4 separate regions of the Macaca mulatta genome follow, and all the other regions are linked to region 4. Evidence: chromatin contacts called from public Hi-C data. All regions are on one chromosome and are shown on one strand. Each heading gives the region's core, a stretch centred on a gene start, on an enhancer-like site or on the middle of the called end of the contact. The rest is flanking DNA. Distances are from core to core; before and after follow the strand shown. Region 1 holds the start of CDK19 (cyclin dependent kinase 19). Region 2 holds the start of GTF3C6 (general transcription factor IIIC subunit 6). Region 3 holds the start of RPF2 (ribosome production factor 2 homolog). Region 4 holds the start of AMD1 (adenosylmethionine decarboxylase 1).

The links. A called contact is a pair of places that touch in the nucleus more often than the background predicts.
Region 1: a Hi-C map of fetal cortex germinal zone shows a contact between it and region 4, with 2.9 times the contacts expected there. The contact joins the promoter of CDK19 here to the promoter of AMD1 in region 4. A contact is called at or near these places in 6 of 14 Hi-C or Micro-C datasets (CD4 T cells, blood, cortical neurons and 3 more).
Region 2: a contact with region 4 is called in a Hi-C map of fetal cortical plate, with 3 times the contacts expected there. The contact joins the promoter of GTF3C6 here to the promoter of AMD1 in region 4. A contact is called at or near these places in 5 of 14 Hi-C or Micro-C datasets (CD4 T cells, blood, cortical neurons and 2 more).
Region 3: a contact with region 4 is called in a Hi-C map of liver, with 3 times the contacts expected there. The contact joins the promoter of RPF2 here to the promoter of AMD1 in region 4. A contact is called at or near these places in 2 of 14 Hi-C or Micro-C datasets (fetal cortical plate and liver).

Annotation. Positions count from the first base shown.
Region 1 is chr4:15,875,932-15,880,448 of T2T-MMU8v2.0, forward strand. CDK19 (cyclin dependent kinase 19) reads right to left here and starts at 2,024. Exons shown (of 13, transcript XM_077999285.1): 1 at 1,574-2,024. The coding sequence starts at 1,701.
Region 2 is chr4:16,038,559-16,042,656 of T2T-MMU8v2.0, forward strand. GTF3C6 (general transcription factor IIIC subunit 6) reads left to right here and starts at 1,714. Exons shown (of 5, transcript XM_028847033.2): 1 at 1,714-1,835; 2 at 2,185-2,265; 3 at 3,453-3,516; 4 at 3,605-3,649. The coding sequence starts at 1,782. It overlaps LOC144340263 (a long non-coding RNA gene), which reads right to left. Exons shown (of 4, transcript XR_013416162.1): 4 at 2,341-3,617.
Region 3 is chr4:16,062,151-16,066,650 of T2T-MMU8v2.0, forward strand. It overlaps RPF2 (ribosome production factor 2 homolog), which reads left to right and starts at 2,027. Exons shown (of 10, transcript NM_001258154.1): 1 at 2,027-2,068. The coding sequence starts at 2,046. LOC144340263 (a long non-coding RNA gene) reads right to left here and starts at 1,942. Exons shown (of 4, transcript XR_013416162.1): 1 at 1,825-1,942.
Region 4 is chr4:15,950,082-15,954,345 of T2T-MMU8v2.0, forward strand. AMD1 (adenosylmethionine decarboxylase 1) reads left to right here and starts at 1,283. Exons shown (of 9, transcript XM_015137572.3): 1 at 1,283-1,711. The coding sequence starts at 1,602.

The DNA.
Region 1 (4,517 bases), core at 774-3,273, 73 kb before region 4:
TTTCCCCAAATATATCTGATAAAATTCCCACAAGAACACTAGTATAACAGGTAGAGTGGATATTCCAAAACCAAAATATGTTAATTATAGTAACTCACATTCTATGATAAGCATTCAAGGACACCTGGTAATTAAAGGAATTATGAGAAACAACTGAGTACCTTGAGGCCTGTTCAAGTTATTACAAGAGAAAAAAAAAACTCTGCAATAATAATCCTTTACACTTGGATAGTACTTTGCAATTTTCACGATACCTTATGACAAAACACTAGAGTTGTTTGTTTTATGAAATTAGTGCATACGCATACAACCTACTTTGGTCCTAGAGTTCATATACCAACCACATCAAATTATAACAGCGCGCACAAAGATAAGCAGCACTTCAAATTTTACTAATGTCATTGTGGCTGATCATCAGTGTATTCAGAAATATTCCGTTACAATCCTCTTCCGTAGAGTTTGACTCTCTTTAAAGTCTATGCTGGACAGGGTATCTTCCTGGGTCCCTAACCTTGGGGGAGGGTAATTCCTGCCAGGAAGCTGGTTCCACCGGCCCTGCTGTAGCTGCTGTCTGCCCTCCAGGACCAAGTAAGGATAGGCATTCTCAGTACTTTATTCAGCTCTTCTTATCTTAAGAGGACAATCAGTAAAGCCTTCCCAAGGTGTTCCTACAGTTCTCCCCCAACTCCTAGGAAAACAAAGGTTCAGGCCCAGCTTTGTCACTCTGTATTCCCTTCCTGATAATCTAGGTACTCGATAAGCCCCAGCCCACAGTCATCGGGCAGAGGATGGAGTGGAGGACATAATACCCAAGATAGCCAAGGGGCTGCGAGGTAAAGGGTGGTTAGCAGAGAACTGAGCCAACTCTTAAGTTACTGCTTGCGAAACGCAGCTGGCCCATCAGGTCTCCTTCGAAGGGGGAAGGTACGCAATTCAGAATGTGAGAATGAAAAATCCGGGACGCCGGGCATACGACAGGGATGGGAGTACCGCATAGAGGGGCCAACGGGCCGGCCAGCCCCAGGGGGCGGAGATCGCGGCCGGGGGCGGCGGTGCCCAGCGGGTCAGAGCCGCCGGGCTGGCGAGGACCCCAGGCCGTGTTCGTCCGACGGGCTCCCCGGCGAGGTTTCAAACCGCCGCCCCCGCGAGGCGCTCAGCCGATTGGAAGTTCCACAACGACCGTCACTACACAGGGCCGGAGCGGCAATTCCGCGGCGGAGCTCTGCCTGCCCGCTGCGTTCCCCCAAGAGACCAGACCCCAAAACTCCTCCTCCACCGCGGTCCCAACTCGAGTCCCGCCGCCGTCTCCGAGCACTCGGAGGGCGTCCCTCTGGGACGGGACCGACGCCTCGGACCGAGCTGCTCCGCGGGAGTTCGAGGGGCGCGACGGCGACCGCGCGGGGGAGGCGGGCGGAATGGGCGCCCCTCGGAGTCGGTGTCGGGACGCGACCCCGCGATCCCCTCCGCCTCGCCCATCGGGCACGGCCCGACTGGGATCCGACCCACCCATCCCGCCAGGTCGCGGGCAGGGCGAGGACCCGAGAGAGCCTACTCCTCCCGCCCCTGCTCTTACCCATCTTTCCGCCTCGCCTTGTAGACGTGCCCGTAGGTGCCGCGTCCCACTTTGCACCCTTCGTACTCAAACAAATCCTCCACCCGCTCCCGCTCCGCCGCCAGCTTCGCCTTGAAATCATAATCCATTGTCTGCTTCCCCCATAGAGGCACGGGACGCGGGGGCCGCCGCCGCTCAGTCCCTCCTCCTCCTCCCCCCGCGACCGCCGCTCCACTTCTCCAACAGACGCCTCTCGGGCGCGCGCGCGCGCCGCCCGCCGCTCCGCGGTCCGCCTTCAGCAAGGGACTCCTCGGCGGCCGCAGCAGCCACCTCCTCCACCTCTTCCTCCTCCTCCGCGACGGCGGCGGCGGCTCCCACAGGCACCCCCAGTCCCGCCTCCCCTCTTCATTTCCTTGTTTTGGAACCTGGTGGGCCGCGCCGTGGCTTCTTCGAGCTCATTAACGAACTCACCGGCCCGCCCCATGGTCGCGGGGCCTCCTGGGAAATGTAGTCCCGAAGGCCTCAGCGGCCAGGGCGGTTTCGCCGGCCTAAGAAATACAGCTCCCAGGTTACCTCGGGCCGCCACAGCCTCGCCCCCGACAAAGCATGCGCGCCTGCGTACCAGGGCCGCCCCTCCCCCTCAGGTAGCGCGGGGCTCCCGGTTGCTGTGAAGGTGGAAAGCTAGAAGTTCCAGTGTGCTTTCTGCAGTTCTCGGGGAGGCACTGGAAAGAAGTGCCTTACTTTAGTGGGAAGGGGATACTCCACTGTAACTAGCCTCACGCACAAAGCATAGAAAGCATTAAATCAGCACCTTGCTGAGGGCTTGGCTGCAGTAGCTTCGGAAGAGAGGGCTAGTGAGGACAGTTGTACCGCAGCTTGTTTGTTTTCTAGGGCAATGGGTCCGCCTATTGCCCCGCCCCCCGTCCCGCTGTTCATTGGCGGGGGCTTGAGAATGACGTCCTCGTTGGTGCGTGGGTATCCCCAGGCTTTGGCTTCTTTCCCGCTCTTGATTGGCGATTGGATGTGCTCGGTTCTTCCTGATAGGTTGATCTTTTTTCTTTACGATGCAAAAACCGTATTTCAAAAACTGAACCTTCAGCAGTTTCCTAGTGCCTGCTTTGGCCAGAGAAGAACATGCAACTTCTGAGCTCCGGCAGCCAATCATCATTTTCTTGGCGCTCTAGTCAGTTTTCTCTTAGCATATGCGGTTCGCATAACTAGGTTTGGCCATCTGTCTAAGAACAATTAAAAGTGCCTGGAGGAAGCCGCGTTTTAAAACTATCCTTTGGGTTGAATTTTAAAGGATTTTTTACGGTCTATGCATGGTGGAGAGGTTCTCCTAGAATATTTAAGAAAGCCCCTTTAGTTAGGGTGAACGTTGATTGATTTCATTGTGTTGGGGCTCAGGACACACTACCACAAATTATAACTGAAGGAGTCCAGAATATGCCACCCCAAAATATGCCACTCTGGCATATTGATGTCTTTCAGCAAAAATAAGATCCAGCCAACACAGGAAAATGCTTCACTTATCCCACTACTGCCTAAAATAAAGGATAAAACTGTCCCTTTGTAAAGAGAAATGTACATTTCTAAAGGAAATTTTCATAATTAAAGGAATCTGTACCAGAAAGAGAGCTGCTCCTAGTCAACTAGTATGATGAGATACTTTTATCTGCATAAACGTCAACCTTTATTCATCTTACGTTTTCTCCTCTTATCCTCCCTTAACTTGTCTCCACCACCCCCTGGAAGCCCCAAGCCCCACTTTTATTTTAAAGAGACTGGCCTTGCTGTGTTGCCCAGGCTGGCGTCCAACTCCTGGGATCAAGGATCCTCCTGCCGCAGACTCCTGAGTAGCTGGGATTACAGGTTCGTGCCACCACACCGGGCCCCCACTTCCTTTCTGAGGCCAGGTTGTAATGTAAGTGTCAAATATCTGGCCCTTCTTTGAGTCTCATATTTTGTGGGACTCTTGTGCATACATACATAATTAAAACTGTTTTTCTCCTGTTAACCTGGCTGGTATCAATTTAGTTTATAGACCAGCTGAAGAACCTAGAAAGGTTTCCTCCCCTGTAATGGTGAGCCTAATGTCTCAAATGCTTGGGAATACACACTTAAACGTGATTGGTGCTAGGATAGGACATAACACATTCATTAGGAGGACAAAGAAGAGAATTGTCAGTTCTACCCAAAGTGGTAGGTAGATAAGGAAAGTTAATAGTGAACTGCCTGCTAGGTTTTGAAAGAAGCTTCGAAAACTAGAGGGAGGCGGAATTATTTACTTTATTTACTACATTACCCACTCCTGGAAAACTTCCTCAGACCTTAAGGGTATCTTCAGGCCAGGTGCAGTGGCTCACGCCTGTAATCCCAGCACTTTGGGAGGCCGAGGCAGGTGGATCATGAGGTCAGGAGTTCGAGACCAGCCTAGCCAAGATAGTGAAACTCTGTCTCTGTTAAAAATGCAAAAATTAGCCAGGTGTGTTGGCATGCGCCTGTAGTCCCGGTTACTCGGAAGGCTGAGGCAGGAGAATCGCTTGAACCCGGGAGGCGAAAGTTGCAGTGAGCTGAGACCACGCCACTGCACTCCAGCCTGGGTGACAGAGCAAGACCATGTCTCAAAAAAAAAAAAAAAGAATGGTATCTTTAATCAAGAAAAATATCAGTTGCTCTTGTTGCCATGCACTGTAATAACTGCTGGAGATAGCAGGAAAAAAAAAATTGATCTTTTTCCATTGGGGAATTAAACCTACTGAAGAAACAATATGCAAGCAAATTAAAAATAAACTGTGGTTTAAAAGCGCACTGGTAGAATAGGCGGGGTTCTAAGTGAGTCAGGGTAGACTTTATGAAGTAGGTAGGTTTGAGGCAAATTTTTTTTTCACTCCAGCCCCGTCTGCTGAGTGAGAGCCAAAATTTAAAGCATGAGTAGGACTTTACATGAAGGACAAGTCGAAGA
Region 2 (4,098 bases), core at 464-2,963, 89 kb after region 4:
CTCCATCTCAAAAAAAGAAAGAAGAAAGAAAACTGAGGTTGGAAAAGTTCACAATTATTAAGCTTCAGAGCTAGAATTCAAATGTACTTCTAACAGGTCCAGTGTTCCTTCTACTTTTTTAAACTATGAAATACATTTAATTAGGCAACTGGACAAAAATATACACAGAAGAGTGTTTACTACAATGTTATTTACAATATCCACAAATTGTAAATAACCTATGTGTTAAAAAATAGAGGATCAAGTTATGGCACACTCATACAACCATTATGTAAAGACAGGCACTGTGGCGTGCACCTGTAGTCCCAGTTACTCAGGAAGCAGAGATAGGAGGCTCCCTTTGAGCCCAGGAGTTTGAGGGTACACGGAGCTACGATGGCACCACTGCATTCCAGGCTGGGCCACAGAGCCAGACCCTGTCACAAAAAAGAAAGGAAAGAAAGAGAGAAAGAGAAAGAAACAAAGAATAAAAGAAAGAGAGCAGCATACTAAAAAAATTATATATTACTACTAATAATAGATTAAATGCACTTTAAATGCTTACTATGTGCTGAATACTGGGCTAAATTTATTTTATATGTATTGTCTCATTTAATCCTCACAATAACCAATCTGCCCAAAGCCTTGCTGTTAATGCAGTAGAACTTGACAGGTATTAAAATCCAAAGCTCAGGTTGGGCGCGGTGGCTCATGCCTGCAATCCCAGCATTTTGGGAGGTCAGGAGTTCGAGACCAGCCTGACCAACATGGAGAAACCCCGTCTCTAATAAAAAATAACAGAATTAGCCGGGCGTGGTGGCGCATGCCTATAATCGCAGCTACTCGGGAGGCTGAGGCAGGAGAATCGCTTGAACCTGGGAAGTGGAGGTTGCAGTGAGTCCAGATGACACTATTGCACTCCAGCCTGGGCAACAAGAGCAAAACTCCATCTCTAAATAAATAAATATCCAACGCTCATGATCTTAACCACTAGATCATGCTATCTCAGGTAGGAAGACCATTTCTTTCGAAGACCATTTCTTTCATAATCAGAAACATCTATGGGATACTTTAAGAAAATTCTGTTCAAACTTCTCTTGCCCAGGTCTCTGTATTGCTATAACAATGTGTATCTCTACAGCACTTGCTTGGGTCCATTTATATACCTCTCACAGATCCTATGCTCCTGCAGGCCTAAAACTTAAGCCCACTTTCTATTTTTCATAGCTCCTGGTGCAGTGCTTTTTACCGTGTAGGCGCTCATTAGTGTTAAACTGAATGTGCCTTTAACTTGGCTTGGGGGACGTTGAATTGAGGATGAGCGCTGACACAATATTAATAATTTCTTTCCAAGAAATGTGCTCGGGTCAACACAAGGCCTTTCTGTCCATGATCCGCCTGAAACCATGGTTTCCTTGCTTTCACCTTTATCCCCTGTGCCTTGCCAGTCCTCCCCGCCAGCGGGACCGGGAGCCCGGCGACTCCCTAGATCGCAGGGCCTGTCTTGCGTGACCGACAGCGCTCCGCTGCCTACAGCAGCCTAGCCCCCGCCCCCGCTTTCAGTCACTAAGCAAGGAGTGGGCCGTTGCGAGTCTCCACGCGAGCACCAGCGCTCTCGGCGCCCGTAGCCACCCGCCCACCGGAAGCCGACATCTTGAGTTCTGGCAGGAGCGGTTTGCGCGGCGAGGAGCGGAGTGGCAGGAACCCAGTGAGCTGCTCCGCGTAGGAGCTGCTGCCCGCACTCAAGATGGCGGCTCCGGGCGGGCGTGGCCAGTGACTAGGAGGCGAAGCGCCAAGGGACCATGGCGGCGGCCGACGAGCGGGGTCTGGAAGACAGAGAAGAGGAGGAAGAGGAGGTAGTAAGCGCTACGCCGAAAGCCTGCACCGCAGTGGCGGTGATACCTGTGCTGGCCGTGTGTGGGGAAGGGAGTCGGGGAGCTGCGGGCGGGAGGGAGGCCCCGACGCTCCTCACCGGCTTCTTGCTCCTGGGCACGCGGAGCCGGGCAGCTTGGGACCTGAGCCCTAATCGTCACCCCGTACTTAGGATGGGAAGTACCGGGAAGTTACCTTAGGTAGCGTCGTTTCCTCTTGCTGAAAACAGAGTCCTGTTTTCACAAAGGTGGGATTTTTGGCTTCTTTTGCTAATTGCTCCCTCTTGCCCGCTCGCGTGCTAGCATGTTAATTAACCCCTCTTTCTTTCACCAGGAGCAGTTGGTTCTGGTGGAATTATCAGGAATTATTGATTCAGACTTTCTCTCAAAATGTCAAAATAAATGCAAGGTTTTGGTGAGTTTTCTAGACTTGGGGGGATTGTTCTAGAGTTTCTTAAATGTAAAACAAGAATGGTGAAATACCTGTCCACAAGTATTGATATATTTATTTCACCTTACAAAGCAGTGAACTCTAAGGATAAGAAGTACACTAAGTATAATTAATTAATATATAATTAAGTGTAATGTAAAAGTACAGGGGTACTATGGGAGCAGATAGGAGAAAATGGCTAACTTTGCTTGCTTGTTTGAATGTGTGGCTGAAGAGAAAGTTACAGATTTGGAGGAAGTAACATTGTGATATGGAACAGTACATATATTCCTATAATCTCAGCACTCCTATAATCTCAGCAGAGGTGGGAGGATCACTTGAGCCCAGGAATTGGAGACCATCCTGGGCAACATAGCGAGACCCCCTCTCTACAATAATAATAACAATAAATGGCTGGGCGCGGTGGCTCACGCCTGTAATCCCAACAGTTTGGGAGGCCGAGGTGGATGGATCACGAGGTCAGGAGTTGGAGACCAGCCTGGCCAACATGGTGAAATCCCATCTCTACTAAAATACAAAAATTAGCCGAGGATGGTGGTGGACGCCTGTAATCCCAGCTACTCGGGAGGCTGAGAGAGGAGAACCGCGTGATCCCTGGAGGCGGAGGTTGCAGGACCGAAATCGCGCCACTGCACTCCAGCCTGGGCAACAAAGGGCAAAACTCCATCTCAAAAAATAAAAATAAAAAAAAATAATAAATTAGCTGGGCATGGTGGCATGCTCCTGTGGTCCCTGCTGCTCAGGAGGCTGGGGTGGGAGGATTGCCTGAACCCTCGTGGTCAAGGCTGCAGTGAGCCATGATCATGCCACTGCATTCCAGCCTGGGTGACAGAGCTAGACACTGTCTCAAAAAATAGATAGATGACAGATAGATAGACTCTTTGCACTACTGTTGACAAAACTTCCTCTGTTCTTAGCTTACTCTTGAAGAAGATGCTGATTGAAATAGACCTTGTTACTTGAGTATGAATTAAGTAGTCTTCAAGTTGTAGCTGCTGTGATCAGAGCAATTGTAGTTTATCCTGTACTTGGTAGGACAAGATGCTCTAGAGTTTCCCCAGTTTTGGAGATTAGTTTCCTTGGTAGCAAGGTTATAATGTTGAAGCCTTTTTCTAATCATGTTTTTTTTCTGATCCTTTATTCTGTTGTAGGGCATTGACACTGAGAGGCCCATTCTGCAAGTGGACAGCTGTGTCTTTGCTGGGGAGTATGAAGGTAGGAGGATGTCAGATAGATGGAACTCTTTCTGATATGGGCCTTTCAGAGATGGTAGCTCTTCTCAACAATTTGTATTTTTCTGTAGACACTCTTGGGACCTGTGTTATATTTGAAGAAAATGTTGAACATGGTAAGTGATTACTAGCCCAGCCCTTTTTAATATGAACTATTTCAATCATACTTAAGCATAATAAACATTAAATATCTCATGTATCCATTGTCTAGCTGTATCATATCCTACCATTTTCCCAAATGTGACGCAGATTATAGTTTAAAAAAAAACATGCCAGGCTGGGCCAGGTGGCTTAATCCTGTAATCCCAGCACTTTGGGAGGCCAAGGCAGGCAGATCACTTGAGGCCAGGAGTTCGAGACCAGCCTGGCCAACATGGCAAAACCCCATTTCTACTAAAAATACAAAAATTAGCTGTGTATGGTGGCATGTGCCTCCCAGCTACTTGGGAGACTGAGGTATGAGGATTGCTTGAACCGGGGAGGTGGAGGTTGCAGTGAACCGATATCGTACCACTGCACTCCAGCCTGGGCAACAGAGCTAGACTATGTGTCAAAAACAAACCCA
Region 3 (4,500 bases), core at 777-3,276, 110 kb after region 4:
CTGGCCTTCGTTTTAGACCTGCAAAACTATTTCAGACTTCTGACTTCCTGAAGAATAAAATAATAAATGTGTGGTAATTTGTTACAACAGAAATAGGAAACTAATACCAAACCCTCTTACATTGCTCATGGGAAATGTAAGTGGTGCAGGTGCTTTGGAAAACAGTTTACCAGTGCCTCAAAATGTTACACTTAAGAGTTAGCATATGACCCAGCAATTTTACTCCTAGAGAACTGAAAACATATGTCCACACAAAATTTGGAAAATAATATTCAAAGCAGCTGGGTGGGGTGGCACGCGCTTGTGGTCCCAGCTACTTGGGAGGCTGAGGCACTAGAATAGCTTGAACCCGGGAGATGGAGGTTGCAGTAAGCTGAGATTGCACCACCGCACTCCAGCTTGTGTGACAGAGCGAGACTGTCTCAGAAACAAAACAAAGCAAAGCAAAACAAAAAAACACAAAGCAGCATAATCCACAGTAGCCAAAAAATGGGAACCACTCAAATGTACATAAGCTGGCCAGGCACAGTAGCTCACGCCTGTATTCCTAGCACTTTGAGAGGCTGAGGCGGGTGGATTACCTGAGCTCAGGAGTTCAGGTAAGACCAGCCTGGCCAACATGGTGAAACCTTGTCTCTACTAAAAAATACAAAAATTAGCAAGGTGTGGTGGTGCGTGCATGTAATCCCAGCTACTTGGGAGACTGAGGCAGGAGAACTGCTTGAACCTGGGAGGTGGTGGGTGCAGTGAGCCAAGATCGCACCACTGCACTTCAGCCTGGGCGACAGAGCAAGACTACGTCGGAAAAAAAAAAAAAGTACCTAGGTTGACGAACAGATAAAGAAAATGTGGTATATCCATACAAAGCAATATTATTCAGTGCTAACAAAATGGAAGTACTGATCCATGCTACAACATGTATGAACCTCAAAAACAGATAGTGAAAGAAGTCAGACACAAAAGGCCATACGTTGCACGAATTCATTTATGTATATTCAGAATACGCAAATCCACCGAACATAAAGTAGATTATTGGTTGCCAAGGGCTGGCAGGAGGGGGAAGTGGGGCTTGGACCGCTACTGGGTTTGTGTGTCGAGGGGGTTCTTTTTGAGGTGATTAAATATTCTGGAATTAGTGGTGATGTTTGCACACCTTTGTGAATACACGAAAAACCAATGAATTGTACACTTTAAAGGGGTAAATTTTATGGTATGTGAATTATGTGGTAACTTAAAAACTGGGGAAAAAATCACGATCAGCAGTACCTTTTCTGCGCATATTTTATGTACTGGGCAACTGTGATAGACAAACTCTGTCACGCTGATCGCACAGTTGTCAATAGTGCCCATTTCACATTAATGTTTTTAGTGATTATGTGAGTACCTACCGTGCAATCAACCTTTCTAGCATCCTGGGATTCCCTGAAGAATAAAATCTGGCTTCTGAATACCTGACTCCAAGTATACAACTAGCGTGTACATCATACTGTGAGAGTCTATGTTACTTTTTTTTTTTTTGAGAAGGAGTCTCGCTCTGTCGCCCAGGCCGGATTTTGCAGTGGCGCGATATCGGCTCACTGCAACCTCCCCCTCCCGGGTTCAAGCAATTCTCCCTGCCTCAGCCTCCCGAGTAGCTGGGGTTACAGGCGCCCGCCACCACGACCGGCTAATTTTTGTATTTTTAGTAGAGACGGGGTTTCGCCATGTTGGCCAGGCTGGTCTCGAACTCCTGGTATCAGGTGATCCGCCCGTCTAGGCCTCCCAAAATCCTGGAATTACAGGCGTGAGCCACCACACCCGGCCAATGTTACTTAAAAGTATTACCTCGCACCTGTAATTCCGGGAAAGAGCCAGGGCAAAAATCCGTAACCAAGGGAACAGGGCGCGATTCCAATCAAAATGGCCGCCAACACCTCCAGGCACCGTCGGCGAGGGCGTCCCCGGAAGTGGCGTTGCGCTCAGCTTCCGGTTCTGCCTGTTCCGGCGCACGTAATCGCCGGGTGCACGTGCATCCACTTAGTTAAGAGTTGCAGGGAGCAGTAGCGATGGACACTCTGGATCGAGTTGTGTAAGTTCGCTGGTTCTCCGCCCCGGGGAACGTTGGGGTGAAAGGGTCCCGTGATGAGGGTGGTATTGTCTCGGCCTCTCACTCTTCCTGGTTACCCCTCTTCTTGCCTGGGTGGGAGCCGATCGATCACCAGCCGGGGTTTTCCTCAGCGCGAGCTACTTGCCAGGAGACAGTGGGGAAGCTCTCAGGTGGGAATCGCGGGATGGGATGTGGGATTGAAGCGTTGGCCGCTTTTATCCTAGTCAGTTGAAAAACATCTGACTTCCGAAGTATGAGACAGGTTAGTTAGAGTGGGGTTATGGGCACAGCCCTCGGAATCCGACAGATCTGGGTGACAGTCTGGCGTGTTCACTTAAAGCTTTGTGACTTTGGGTCATTAAATGTCTCTAAATCTCAGTTTACTCTGTAAAATAGCACTCATCATAGTCATATTTCTTAGAGCTGTGAGGGTTAGTTTTGCGAATGTATGTAGAGCCTTTGCTGCAGCACGTAGAAATGTTCATTAGTTTTGGTTTTTTTTCTTTCCGACTTTGTACACTCCTCTGAGTTATCCTTGAATAATACCTGTTTTAAATTTGTTCAAGAATATTTATTGTGCTAAACAGCCCTGCTGTTATTTGCTGTGGTTTTCTTGCTATTTACGTAGGTTAGTATGTATCCAAAACGACAGTTTTAGTCATTCAGAGATTTTTTTGCACACCTGCTATGCCTCTAGCTGTTTGGACTACAAAGAAGAGTCGTTTACTAGGTATTGGGACTAGTTTACACATTAATTGGGAGCCAGGCAGCTAATAAAACATGTTAATCGCTATTTGCATTTGTTGCTGTTTAATGAGTTACAGAAGATAGAATAATTTGTATCTTTATCAACCAGTAAATGATTAGAAGCTTTATATGTGACATTATCTCTGGAGGAGGATTTTTAAAATCTACATGGGAAACTAAAGTGCATGTATAGTCTCTTTCTTCCCAAAGTGTCCATGGGACTGGACGAGGGAGGGTCATAATTGTTTGGGAGGAGAATTCTTTCAGTAGATGACAGAGAACTGTCTGAAAAATCAGGGTGCTCATTGTAGAGGAAGCAGAGGTGAAGCCCCTTTTTTGAACAGAAATGTATAAAAATACGCCATTCCTACTGTCACATCATAAAGTCAGAATAATGAATTTATTTTCCCTTAATAGTTTACAGGGTAATTGGTCTACATGAATTTTTAAATCTGGCTTAAAAAACATTTTTTTTTTGAGACAGGGTATGGCTCTGACACCCAGGCTGGAGTGCAGTAGCCCGATCACAGCTCACTGCAGCCTCGACCTCCCCGGAATCAAGCAGCCCTCCTACCTCAGCCTGCCGTGTAACTGGGACTATAGGCATGCACCACCACAGCTAATTTTTGTATTTTTTTTTGTACAGACAGGGTTTTGCGATGTTGCCCAGGCTGGTCTTGAACTTCTGGGCTCAGTGATCCGTCCATCTTGGCCTCCTAGAGTGTTTTTATTACAGGCTGTGGCCGCCCAGCCCTAGCTCATTTTGAAAATTGGCCTGTTTACTTGCTGTGTGATCTTGGGCACATTACCTGTCTGTTCAGTTGCCTCATCTGTAAAGTGAAGATAAGAATTGTAACTTGCCGGGTGTGGAGGCTCACACCTGTAATCCCAGCACTTTTGGAGGCTGAGGCGGGCAGATCACGAGGTCAAGAGGTCGAGACCATCCTGGGCTAACACGGTGAAACCCTGCCTCTACTAAAAATACAAAAAATTAGCCGGGCATGGTGGCGGGCGCCTGCAGTAGAATGGCGTGAACCCGGGAGGCGGAGCTTGCAGTGAGCTGAGGTCGCGCCACTGCACTCCAACCTGGGAGACAGAGAGACTCGTCTCAAAAAAAATAAATAAATAAAAAAGAATTGTAACTCTCAGGATTGTGGTGAAGATTAAGCCTTAATAGAGTGACTCCAGGTAAACATCAACCTTATTATTCCCCATTGTTGGCAATAATATTGACATTCTCAGCAATGATTTTGGAGTGCAACAGTGTATACTTCCTGGCAGGCATTGTGGTCTTAAACCTAAAAGAAAGGTAAGCAGTCATTAGTCTCATGTTTAGTAAATGCCCACAGGTTGATCAGCAGTTGATGCTCAATTCTTTGTATTAGGGTACAGGATACAGTTTGACTACTTAAGGCTTGAAGAAAAAAGAAGAGTAAAAATAGCGACAGTATTTACTTGAGCCTTTTATTTTTTACTTAAAAAAAAGATTTGAAAAAGCAGTAGTAGGCCGGGCGCGGTGGCTCAAGCCTGTAATCCCAGCACTTTGGGAGGCCGAGACGGGCGGATCACGAGGTCAGGAGATCGAGACCATCCTGGCTAACACGGTGAAACCCCGTCTCTACTAAAAAATACAAAAAACTAGCCGGGCGACGTGGCAGGCGCCTGTA
Region 4 (4,264 bases), core at 33-2,532:
CCAAACCATGTCTTTTTCAGTGGATTTTTCATGCTGACATCATCTTACTTCACTTTGGGGAAAGTTTTTTTCTAAGGAAGATAGCGAAAAGTCTTTTTGTCTTGCGACAATAGCAATTTTTATGTCAGCTTGGGTTTTTTCCTCCCATATTTCCAAGTAAAAGTCATAACTTTGTTACCACAATTTTGCCATCTGAGGTTAAACTGTTTGACCGTGGCTTGACGACTATTTTACACTTAATATTTATAAAATATTAGACTGATAGTTCGTTAAATTACCACCAGTGATAGCTCTGGAATCCGTGTGATATTAATTGCCAGGTAAATCCTTCTTAAGCACATGAGAAGATAGCACTGTAAATTTTGGGGGGTAAGGAGAACCTCCATCAATTAATACATCAGCTTGATAAAATTCAAAGAAAAACATGATCAAATTTCAGATTATATTTAACACATTCAGTTTCTAGAAGTAGTTTTGCTGAATAAATTCCCACCAGTTGAGCTAATGGAGCAACGGAGTTGCCAGTGTTTCCCGGCGGCTGCTGTGCTCAGTCAATTCGGAGGCATGGCGAGCCACACGGCGGGAGGTGGGTAGAGCCGGAGCCCTCCAAGGCTGGGCGCCACGTTGCTTTTCTCTTCTGAAATGAGAAGACAATGCTTCTGGCTATTGTATAAACCAGCCGAGGACTGCATTCATTCGCACGTCAGCCAAGGCGTGAGCAGAATTAAAGCGCCTTCTAATTCGACCCCTGGCAACGTGCGCGTCACGGACAAATGTTTAGTTTTAACGCCTGGCTGCGTTCGCCTTGGGAAAACACACTTTAAAGAATGGCCAAGTACCTCAGCAGTCGCGGTGAACTGCACAAGATTGAAAGCACCACGCCAACCCAGCGCTGGCCACCGTCCCCGCTGAACCCCGCCAACACCGCTAAGGACCCACCCATGTTTTCTGCTAATCATTTTTTTTCCTAAACAGCTCTGCACAGCCTTTCCTCATTCGGTTCCCGCTCTCCCCACCCACTCTGCATTCGACCCGAGGTTTCCAGTCCCCAGCTGGACATCACAGTAAAGACTACCACTCAACAGCCGGCCAGAGCCCGAGCCGCAGCGCAGGGGGCAGCTCCCCGCGCTCTCCGCCAGGCCCTCGGCCAGCCAGCCGCCACTCGGCCGCTAGTGATTGACAGGCGGCGGCAGCTATGGGCCGTGGAGGTGGGACGATGCGTCACTTCCTGGTCTTTTGGGGGAGCCGGGATATATAAGCGCGGTGCTCACGCAGCGCTCTCGCTTACACAGTATGGCCGGCGACATTAGCTAGCGCTCGCTCTACTCTCTCTAACGGGAAAGCAGCGGACTACAAGAGACTGAACTGTATCTGCCTCTATTTCCAAAAGACTTACGTTCAACTTTCGCTCACACAAAGCCGGGAAAATTTTATTAGTCCTTTTTTTAAAAAAAGTTAATATAAAATTATAGCAAAAAAAAAGGAACCTGAACTTTAGTAACACAGCTGGAACAATCCGCAGCGGCGGCGGCAGCGGCGGGAGAAGAGGTTTAATTTAGTTGATTTTCTGTGGTTGTTGGTTGTTCGCTAGTCTCACGGTGATGGAAGCTGCACATTTTTTCGAAGGGACCGAGAAGCTGCTGGAGGTTTGGTTCTCCCGGCAGCAGCCCGAGGCAAACCAAGGATCTGGGGATCTTCGCACTATCCCAAGGTGGGTCCCCGGGGCGCTCGCTGACATCCGGGCCTGGGGACTGTCGCCGCCGCCGAGGCACCAGCCACGGGTGGGGCCCGAGTTCCCTCCGCCTTCAGGTGGGGGCAGGTCTGCGGCCGGGGGTCGCTTCGGCGGCCTTGGAAGGTTCGCGGTTTGGGGGAGAGCGGCCGTGTCCACGCGGGCCGGAGCCGGCTTCTCCCGCGGTGGTTGCCGCGCCTGGCACTGTCCTGGGGGAGGGGAGGAGGCCGGCGCGGCCGCGTGCTCAGGTAAAGTCCCGCGCTGGGCGGCGGGAGGCGCGGCCCGGGGTGGTTTTGCGGCCCGCGCCTCCCGACGTTCCTCTCCGTAGTAGTTGGCGGCAGGGGCCTCAGGTGGGGGTCGGGGGCGCCTGCGCGGGTTGCCTCCGGCAGGTGTGGCTCGGCGGGCTTAGTCAGGCGCTAATTCGGGCGTGCCCGCTTCGGGGAAGGGAGGGCGGGAGCGGCGCTCGTTCTTGCCGCGGGCGCGGACAGGAGGGGCCCTCCCGGCCTTGTCTGAGGGGCTGGCGAACAGGCCTCCCACCCGCGGTGGCCGCGGGCAGCCTGTGGCGCTCGGGCGGCGGGGATTGGGCGGGAGCAGTTGTGTCGCAGTGGCGGGGCCCCACCGCTGCCCTAACGTGCTCTGCGCCAGAGCCTTTTCGGGGCGGCTGGGCAAACGGAGCAGTCCCCGGGGCCGCCCTCGACACGGCCGCTGAGCCCGCCGAGGGCTGCTCCCCAGTCTCTTGACCTTGGGTTGTGTAACCTGCCACGGAGCCGGCGGGAGAGGTGCGGGTGGCGGGAGGCCCGCCTGCCCCAGGACATAATGCCTCTAATGCCTTAAGCTTGAGCAAAGGAATCTGGGGCCCACTCCTACTGCCGGCCGTCACGCGAGACATACTTGGGCTGACTGCGCCGAGGAGGCGTGTTAGTTGGTATTGCTGTGGAAATCCATACTTAAATAAAAGCCCAGAGATCCCGTGGATGCTTGGGCCTTGTTCCCGGCAGCGGTCGCACCGGTGGCCACCCATGGCCTTCCTAGGCCCTGCCACCGGATCCCCGGCTCCTCTGCGCACAAGTGCGGCTAGAGTGGCCGTGCTACGGAGTAACCGGCGTGGCCAGCTTCATTGAGAGGCGGCGACCAATGGGCTCCTGGGCCCGACTCAGAGCCTGGCCCCAGGGTGTGGGCCAATGGGCGTTTTAGGAATGTTAGCTAATCTCGGAGCTGTCCCTTGACAAAAAGCAACTGGAAAAGGGAATCCAGGCAGACACGTGCTACCGAGACTTTAAGGCACGATGGGAAACCCAGTTTCTAGCAGTATATCTTGAACGATTCCGTTGTAGAAAAAAGCTACTAGTGATAGCTAATATGTCACACATCTCATTTTTCAAGCTTCGTGTGACACTTAAAAATGTCTATAGCGCTTACTACGTGCCAGGCTCACATGCAGATTATAGGAAGCGGACTTTGGTCATGGAGAAGCTTAGTATTTCCTTCATTTCACAAATGAGAAGGCTGGTATTTGTGATAGGTGTGTGGTAAAAACGATTGTGATCAGGATAATTAACCTACAAAATCTTGGCAAGGAAGAACTGATGGGTAAGAACAGTTCTAGAAAACGAATAGCAGAAATTGTCACTTTGGCTTTTTAAATGTTTGAGCCCTTAAATAATAGTAAGTACATGTTCTTAATAAAGGGAAGAAGGTTTTGTTCGCCCCCAAGTTCTTGGCGGTTTGGCTGTTTAGAGCTTCCTGAGTCAAAGTGGAGAGGGGGAAGAGGCTTTTAACAAAGCAGCCTGCTTTCTTTAAATGTTTAAGAATCCCTTTTACTTTGTACTTTGATCAGCCCAAAATGTTTTACTGCTCCAGTGTGGCTCTTAAAATCATGGCCAAAGTTGAACTTTGAAGGACAAAATATTCCCTGTAGAGTTCATGATTTAGTGCCATCCATTTTGTGGGCATGTAACATTCATTGAACAACTACTGGTAGTATACTGCCACATTGTAATTGTTGTAGATAAAGCAAGTTAAGCAAGAACGGAAAAATCTATTGATTTAACTAAGGTCCCCTGGTAACCTTCGTAGGAACATTTTTCAGCGACCACTCAACTGGTTAGGTTATTTACCGGGATGTTAAAAAAGCTTGAAATAGTAGGTGTTCGTTGAATCACCTAAAATCAACAGCCTAGCAAAGAGAGTATCGTCGATGGAGTCTGGTCTGTAGGGACATGGGCCCAGTCCCAGAGACCCTAGGGAAGGATAATCGGTTATCTAGAAGAATAAAGCATGACGCGTTTTACTCAAATGACATGATTAAATGCATAGCCTCTGGAATAACAAGATTTGAATTCAAACAGCATTTAATAGCTGTGTGAGCTGTTTCCTCATCTTTAAAATGGAGACAATAAGGGCATATAGCTCATGGAAGTTGTGAAGAATAAATAGGTTAATATTTTATATGCAGTACTAAAGACAGGATCCCTCTATAGCCCAGGCTGGAGTGTAGTGGCACGATCATGGCTCACTGCAGCCTTGACCTCTTGG